3 separate regions of the Mus musculus genome follow, and regions 1 and 3 are each linked to region 2. Evidence: chromatin contacts called from public Hi-C data. All regions are on one chromosome and are shown on one strand. The core of a region is the stretch at or near the end of the contact, and the rest is flanking DNA. Distances in the headings are between cores, read along the strand shown. Region 1 holds the start of 5033421B08Rik (a long non-coding RNA gene). Region 2 has its middle 52 kb from the start of Apob. Region 3 holds the start of Gdf7 (growth differentiation factor 7).

The links. Hi-C and Micro-C count contacts between places; a contact is called where the count stands out from the background.
Region 1: a Hi-C map of uterus shows a contact between it and region 2, with 2.6 times the contacts expected there. The contact joins the promoter of 5033421B08Rik here to the enhancer-like site in region 2.
Region 3: a contact with region 2 is called in a Hi-C map of uterus. The contact joins the promoter of Gdf7 here to the enhancer-like site in region 2. A contact is called at or near these places in 15 of 39 promoter capture datasets (the 3T3-L1 cell line, 3T3-L1-derived adipocytes, the C10 cell line and 9 more), 7 of 484 Hi-C or Micro-C datasets (the HPC-7 cell line, cranial neural crest, embryonic stem cells and 2 more), 10 of 115 datasets of contacts at active chromatin or transcription factors (bone marrow-derived macrophages, craniofacial prominence, embryonic forebrain and 6 more) and 1 of 9 other capture datasets (adipose tissue).

What each region holds. Positions count from the first base shown.
Region 1 is chr12:8,509,752-8,512,451 of GRCm38.p6, forward strand. It overlaps 5033421B08Rik (a long non-coding RNA gene), which reads left to right and starts at 1,412. Exons shown (of 4, transcript XR_872469.3): 1 at 1,412-1,713.
Region 2 is chr12:8,028,566-8,031,338 of GRCm38.p6, forward strand. No RefSeq gene overlaps it. Among named protein-coding and RNA genes, the nearest start is that of Apob, 52 kb to the left of the region's middle. Within about 2 kb of position 1,461, at least 10 of the 459 cell types and tissues checked have an H3K27ac peak or open chromatin away from gene starts, as enhancers often do. A contact at or near this core is called in neural tube and uterus, where this site is marked.
Region 3 is chr12:8,300,644-8,303,343 of GRCm38.p6, forward strand. Gdf7 (growth differentiation factor 7) reads right to left here and starts at 1,311. Exons shown (of 2, transcript NM_001312876.1): 1 at 924-1,311. The coding sequence starts at 1,290. It also overlaps a transcript of Ldah not described here.

The DNA of each region.
Region 1 (2,700 bases), core at 162-2,661, 480 kb after region 2:
AAAGGGAAACACAGAATAGAACATCAACCTCTCTCTCTCTGGTTCTTAAAAAGTGAATGATGTCATTGGCGCCTCTGCACAGGAATGATTCACCCCTGCTGCTCTCTGATGAAGTCAGAATTTTGCAGTAGGGAGGAGCTGAGTTCACAATGGATTGCCACACTCCAGTGTGTTGCCACTGAAGACGTGTCTGTGACTATTTATAGATGGAGCCTGCATTAGGAGTTAAGTGCTCAGAACCCCAGAGTCTGGGAATCAGAGAACACGTTCATGGGCTGTGCCTCGTCCTTTCCTGACACAAAACTGTGTAGCATGATTTAGCAAATGAAACTGTATTCCTAGGAAATTGTCCCAAAGAGAGGCCAAAGAAGCCTCCTAAAGACAACTTTGATGAACTTGCTTCATCTACGGAATGTGTGTTTTTTCTCATCTTGATCACAGTGTATGTCTAAAAAAACAAAAACAAAACTGAAAAGACAAGATACAGTGGAACACACCAATAACCCTAGCACCCAACGGGGCAGAGGCAGGTGGGTCATTGTGAGGTTTAGGGCAGCTTGACCGACATGGTACCTTCCAAGCCAGCCAAGGCACCAGAGGGAGACCCTGTCACAAAGAAAAAGAATCTGATGCATTTACAACGTGGAAATCTCAATGATTAACTAGGAAGTTCACTCTGTCGTGTGTTTATTGATGCCATTAAGGGTTACTAGATGCTTCCTATCTGCCAGGAATCTATTTACAGCACCTGGCTGCCACACTCTGAGGACAGTGTAACTGTCTATTCAGCTTCCGAAGTCTAACTGATAGGGCTTGAGTCTGGCAAATAGGAAACAGGTGGTAATCGTGACTCCCCTAGTTTTACCATGAATCCTTCTAGCAGGGTGTACTTAGGATTGGGACAGAGGGAGAACACAGATAGTGTGTGCTCTCAAAGGAGCTCCAGTCCAGGAAAATTCTTGCAACCAAACCTGCTACTTCCAGCTGATGGGGTAAGTGCTATAAGTTAAGTACAAGGGGAGTGGCATACAAAGGTCTGAGAAGACTCGAATAAATGACATATTGCTCTTTGGCAATCTCCATTAAACTCCACCCTCAAGCACTAGTTTCTTTGTGTAGCTCCCTCCTATAATGATTGTGAGTTTGGCCAGGAACACCAGCTTACCTCAATGGTATCTCGCCATGATTGATGCAAGCTGCAGCTTGCTGTGGTCTTGCTCTTTAGGAATAAAAAAATTTCCCCTGGAACCCACCCACCACGCTCTGAAGAAAATCAACCAGTCTTACATAGAAGCCCCGTATGGAAGAGAACTGTGACCTTGGCCATTAGCCTCAGCTGAACTAACAGCTGGTGCTGCCATCTGTGTGGGTGGAGCCACTAGAAATTTCCACCCTAAACTCCCGACCAACCCCTGGGAAGCTGAAGAACCGCCTGACTCATCAACCCACGGAGATATGAGACATGATGAGCTGTTGTTGTCTTAAGCCACAGGGTTTGGAGGTGGCTTGTTCCGCAGCACTGGATAACAAAACATGCTGAGACTTGGTATCGTGGAAGTTAGCCCGGCCAAATGGAGAACACGTGAGAGGCGTGAGATGGCACAGCGATCTGGATTCTGTATAGGAGGCTGAATAGGAGACTGGGAGTATAGGTCGGGGAGAGGCATTTACTGGAACTGGAGGTCGGCCAAGTCTAGATCAGAGCAGTTGAAGGTAAGTAAATAGTCGTCTCCAAGATTTCCTTTGATCGATAATCCAGTGATAAGCCTGGAAATGTTCCGTAGATGTGATTTATGGCAGGGTACAGCACAAAGCAGAATCAGCAGAGAGGAAAGGCATATGAGGCAAAGTCTGGGGTGATCATCTGAGACAGGAAAGGGGTTTCCTTGAGATACTTCATGCATAAACAACCCTCGCCCAGTGGCTCCCAGACACAGTTCCCACAGCAGTGAGTGGCTACAAGGCCTGTGAAACACTACTAATTGAGGCTCCTTGCACTCGGCACCCTAGGGCTCCTACCAGGGACTTGGCTACACTGCGATGCTCAAATGCTCCACCACACAGCATTCATCTAAATGCAAGAGCATTTTCTGAAAAGACAGATTAACACCAAAAGCTGCAGTCTTGGAGTAGGTTACACTCAAAACTGTAGGTGGGTCTCGTCTAGTTAGTTGAAGGCTTTCATCAGTTCCCCTTAAAAAAAGAGTAGAGTCTAACCCAAGACTGTAACACAGGATACCCACCTCGGTGTTCAGCCTGTTACTCTGCAGATTTGGAGTCAAAACTACAAAATATACTGAATTAGAAGCCTTCTAACCTGCAGCTTTTGACTTTGCTGGCCACTTAAATGTTCCCAATATCCTGTGTTCGTGTGTGTGTGTGTGTGTGTGTGTGTGTGTGTGTGTGTGTGTTTCGATTCCAGGGCCCTCTTCCTGAGTTACATGTGAGAGCCCAAAAGCATAAGAGAGCTGGATTTATATCTGTGTAGGAGTTGGAGTCACTGTCTGGAGCCCTGATGTTCCCACAGACTCAAGCCCTTCTCCCACTTCCTTCTCTCCTAACAGCATCTATCTATACAGGCTTAAACACGTCAGGATGTTAGTGGGACACAAGGACACACCTAGAATGGTATAGCCAGAAGGGACTCAGTGGGACCCCAGGCAAAGTGTGGTCCAAAGGAAAGCTAATTTTGCATGCCCT
Region 2 (2,773 bases), core at 211-2,710:
AAGCAGGAGCTGATGCAGAGGCCATGGAGGGATGTTACTTACTGGCTTGCTCAGCCTGCTCTCTTATACAACCCAAGACTACCAGCCCAGAGATGGTCCCACCCACAAGGGGTCTTTCCCACTCAATCACTAATTGAGAAAATGCCTTACAGCTGGATCTCGTAGAGGCATTTCCCCAACTGAAGCTCCTTTCTCCATGATAACTCCAGCCTGTGTCAAGTTGACACACAAAACCAGCCAGTACAGACACCTTGGTGGGAAATATTCTTATAAGTGCCCTCTTGTCCTATGAACTACACTGGAGAAAACAAGTCTAGCATGCAGATTTCAGAGGTTTGGGGAATTTTTATAAAGCTTGGTACCAGGTCTGCTGAGGCAGTAGGGAAAATGTGTGTAGTCAGTATACTGGGTAGCAAAAGGGAAACCTGTTCCTATTGTCACAGAAATTCCTCTACTCAAAGAAAGAATCCAAAAATCTCAGCAACTTACTCCACTTGTGTACACGGTCTGCTTTCCTCTCTGCACCCCAGAGTGAGATGGGAACAGATTCTCTCCCTCTCCCTCTCCCTCTCCCTCCCCCTTCCCCCTCCCCCTTCCCCCACTCTCCCCATCCCCCTCTCTCCCTCTCTCCCTCTCCCTCTGATCCGTGCCTAGGGCAGCACATCCCTGGTTCTACTCTTCTCCGGGGCCAAATTCTCTTGTCCCTTGGTCACATACCATCTCTGGTACTCGATCTCCTATTTCACTCCTTCCTTCCCCTGCCAGGCATGCCTTCTTCAGGTTCTCTCACAGCTCACCTCCTCCAGGAAGTCTTCCTAGAATTTCCATGCCTCTCCTGAGCTCACTCGCCTTTGACTATTTGCCCAATAGTTGATCTCCCATTTTCTCTCACCTGGCCTAGAAGTGCCCAGACATCCCGGCAGGAATGGGTTCCTAGATCATCTAATGTACAAGACTCAGGATGGGCGCAAGTATACTAGACTATATTCCATCTGCTGTGTAAATGTGTACACAGGACTTACTGTTTTCTCTCAGGAAGGGCATACTCTATCCCTAGAGAATCTCCCTGCAGTCTTAGTTAAGTGCTTTCATGAGTACCTTTGTGAGTGGCCAGGCTGGAAAGGTAAACCAAGTTGTAAAGAACCGGGACTTAGGGAGAGGTAGGGCGCGCCCATCGTCGAGAGTACTAATCTCAGTTTTGCCTCTGTGGCACCTGTCTCATTACCTGTTGAGAGCCTTGTGTGTCTATAGCCTCACACACTCCCAGGCTCATTACGGGTGTTCAGGGAAGGTCTGAGTGTGTGGATGGTGGTAGGTCATCCAAACTCATCAAAGCCAGAGGATTATGGTCCCACTCAGACCCTGCCTTGTGGAGTTCTGCCCACCAGCCTCTGCTCAGCACTTGTGTGAGGCAGCCCAGCTCTCCACAATTTCTTATTCCTTCTTGCAGAAACTTTCAACTGCTGAACGGAACACACACTTCCTGTCAGCTTTTATTTTCATGATGGCTTGCTTACAAGCAGGCCATTCTGTTCTTGGAATTTCTTGTTAAAATATTTCATTTAATTAAGGTTTTACAACCAGCTCTGCTTTCTGTCTGTTAGAAGGTAGGGGCCAGTGTCGTTGCTCTAGCCTCTGCTCTCCTGGAGGCCAAGTCATCGAGACTCTGGGAGATCCAAGCCCAGGCCCTCAGGCTGCATTCCAAGGCTTCCAGCCTTCCACCTCAAAAGGACTGGGTGTGTCAGAGGCTGGATTTCCATCACAGGCCCCACTGGAGACCAGAGGGCCACCAGAGATGTTGCCTAAGTACCCTCTGTTGGGACTCTTTCTCTGCCTGTGTCTAAATCCCAACCTTTATCCAGAGAAAGTGCACAGGTGTTTATAAGCAGCCCACAGCATCTGTGTTCTCTCCAACCTCTCAACCCACTCTTTCCTATGCTGCTTCCTGACCCTATTGTTCTAGCTTTTCTGACACTGCACCCACCTACCCCCTGCCCTTAGAGCCCCTCTCAGCTCCATGGGCAGAATGCCACATTCATTCTCTGTCTACCTTCCACATGTGAATACAACCCTGCCGTGCATCATTCCCCAACATTATCCTCTGAACACACCTGGGTCCAGGGAAGCTCTGCCATCACCTTCATGGGCCAGAGAGGTCTCTGAGCTGTTGAATGGGATAAACGTGACTGCCTTTTCCCTAAGCAAGAGTGGCCCCAGGCGAAGTGGTTTCGAAAGGTAGTCTCTCCAAAGTGTGGGTGCTTTGGTCCTTCTTAGGAGAACAAAATACTCACAGGAGCAAGTATGGAGATAAAGTGTAGAGCAGAGACTAAAGGAAAGGCCACCTAGAGACTACCCCACCAAGGGAATTAATCCCATATACAGTTACCAAACCCAGACACTATTGTGGATGCCAAGAAGTGCGTGCTGAAAGGAGCCTGATATGGCTGTCTCCTGAGAGGCCCTGCCAGAGCCTTACAAATACAGAGACAGATGCTCACAGCCAATCATTGGACTGAGCACGGGGTCCCCATTAGAGGAGTTAAAGAAAGGACTGAAGGAGTTGAAGGGGTTTGCAACCCCATAGGAAGAACAACAATATCAACCAACCACACCCCCCAGAGCTCCTAGGGACTAAGCCATCAACAAAGGAGTACACATGGCTCCAGCTGCATATGTAGCAGAGGATGGCCTTGTCATGCATCAATGAGAGAAGAGGTCCTTGGTCCTATGAAGGCTCCAGTATAGGGGAATCAAGGATAGAGAAGTGGGAGTG
Region 3 (2,700 bases), core at 61-2,560, 270 kb after region 2:
AGGCCTGCAGACTGCCAAAGGCTGCCTAGCCTCACTTTTCAGCCCTACTTGCCTTCCTTTCCCTCCTGATTTCCAAGCTAGATCTTTGGCTGGGCAGAATTGAAGCCAAAATTACTTGCATTTCCGCCTGAAATTAGTTAAATTTTCCCTATCTGTCTGCTTTAATGACTTCAATGGAGATTAATAAAAGCCAGATGACACACACATACTACAACCACCCCACAACCCCACCCACATCCTACCTTTGGAGGGCCCTACACAGGGTAAAATGTGATGTTTGAGCTCCAACCATCCCTTTTCTCCCCACACAAGCCGAGGCCCTGGACTCTGGCTGCTGGGGCCTACTGTCACAGAAGGAAGGCAGGCACCCAAACTCTCTTCCCATACACAAGCCACCATCCACCCGAAACGGCCTGCCTGAGAGGGGTCCTTCTGATACCGAGAGGCCATGACTTTAATTGGATACCAGCTGCTCTACCCTGAATTCCCCTGAGCTTCAATTTGTGTATAGTCCCCAGTCCCCCGCTGAACACAAGGCACTACCATCACTGCTCTCGTCCCTCTTGGCGGGAACTCAAAGGCCACAACTCCTGCCCTTCTTTCTTCTCCCAGGGCTCCAGGCCCAAGGCTACACTAGACCCTTCCCCCAAAGAAGCGGATCTTGAGCTCCGCTTGGCTTGAGGGGAACCTGCCAGCCTGTTCTGAAGAGCGGCTCCCACTCCCTTAGCCCTCGGAGACCAAGCCTTGACTGGCTTAGGGGTTCGTGAACAATGACTTCGAAGACAACTTTTTCTCTCCAGCACCTGAGGATAACTATAGGGATCATAGTTCAGGATCGAATCGGGCAGAGGCTTGCCTCCCCCGGCTCGTCTCCAGTCAAGAGTAGACGGGATGGGCTGGTGCGCAGAAGACGCGTAAAGTACCTTGAGTTGCTTGGTCTGTGAAGCCGGTGATTGTGTCCACACGCCCGTGCCCTGAAGCTGCCGCGACCGGAGCCCTCCCCGCCAGGCTCCTGTAAAGCGACATCATGAAGTGGTGTGGCACCACCGAGCCGTTCCTGAAGCCAGAACCCGCAGCGCGGCGCACAGCTCGGGGACCCGGAACCGCAGCGGCCTGGAGAGCTGAAGGGCCTGGAGCCCGGGCGAGGGTCCGCCCGCCGCCGCCGCCCCCGGGGCTCCAGGCTGGTCCAGCCCCCGCCGCTCGGAGCACCGCGGCAGCTTCTAGCCCGTCGCGGGGACGGCAAGCGCTCAGCAGCCAGAGACACAGCGCGGCGGCAGCGCTCAGGTCCATGGGCTCCTTGGGCCGGCCGGCCGCGCGACACGGGCTCCGTGGCTCCGGGAAGTCCCCCGACGCCTTTTGAACATAGTGTTTAATAATGGGGGAAGTGTGCGCAGCAAGCCGCTGCCCCCCTCCTCTCCCACCCCACCCCCGCCCAGCGCTCGGAGCAGCGCCCCCTGCTGAACGTTCAACCCGCAGCGCTGAGCCCCCCAACTCAGGCCTATCGCGCAGTGCAGGGTAGAAGTCGCCTCCCCTTGCTGTAGTGCCTGGTCCTTGTCCTTGCCAAGAGAAGGCCATCCGCCCGAGGCTCCTGCCACAACGCGGTGCCCCGCCTCCCCTCCCGAAGGTACTACGAGCCCCCACCCCCCTCCGCCCCAAGACCTCAGCGCACTCCTTGGCTGGAAGATGGGGCGTCTCGCGTACCCGCCCAGCTTCCTCCCGACTCCTCCATGGAGAAACACCGCCCTCCGCGTGATCTTGTGAGTGCTAGGGATGCCAGACCCGGGCCAAGTCAAGACTGGGCCCCTCCCATCCAGCTTTCTCGCCGTACGCCCCCTTGATGGATGCTCATTAGGGAGTTCCTAGGGATGCTTACGATACACATTTGGATGCCACCCTCTCCCGTCCACAGCCCTCTGAAGATAACAGTGGGAGGCCAGAGAAAGGGAGAGGATCTGTGATGAAGGATGAGTGGCTGGAGGGTACAGATGGGCACGGACCGGAAAAGCTTTGGGTGGGCATCTTGAGCCAAAGCAGGAGCTGAAATCTTAAAGGGTTTAATGAATTAGGAAGGCGGGGACCAGCGGAATCCTACTCAAATTAGGTCTCAGGGTTTGAATGTGCAAAGTAATTTGCCCGGGGAAAGGGGAGAGTGGGGCAGGTGACCACATTTCTTCAAGGTCTTCAGAGCAAAAGGCAAGAGTGCAACCACAAGCCCAGAGGCTGCGTTGCAAAGCCATGGAATAGCGCTCGGATGCCAGCATGGTTATAGCACTCTATGAGCATGGGTGGAAAGGGCCACCTCTGGTCTATGCCTGGGCGACTCTTGAGCATACAGACGCTGGGACTTTTGTTTGGCTAACTTCCTCCCCACTCCTGCTCTGAGGGGGGAAGGCGCCAGCATGTGTGTCGATTTAGTTCAGACAAACCCCAGAGCAAGAATGTCCAGAAAATAGACCAACTGTCCAAGGGATTTAAAAGCCTGGACCCCAAATCCATTACTTTAGCATTGTTCTGGATACCAAACTCAGAATCCACGCCCGGTCCGTGAGTCAGGTCAAGGTGCTATCTAAAAGCCTCTTCCTAATAAACTACATAGCCCAGGCTCCCGCGTTGGAGTCTTATACTCCCACCTCGCCCTCTGGATAGCAGGCACGCGTGCACCTGGACCACGGTCTGTGCTGCTGGCCTCCCTACTCAGGG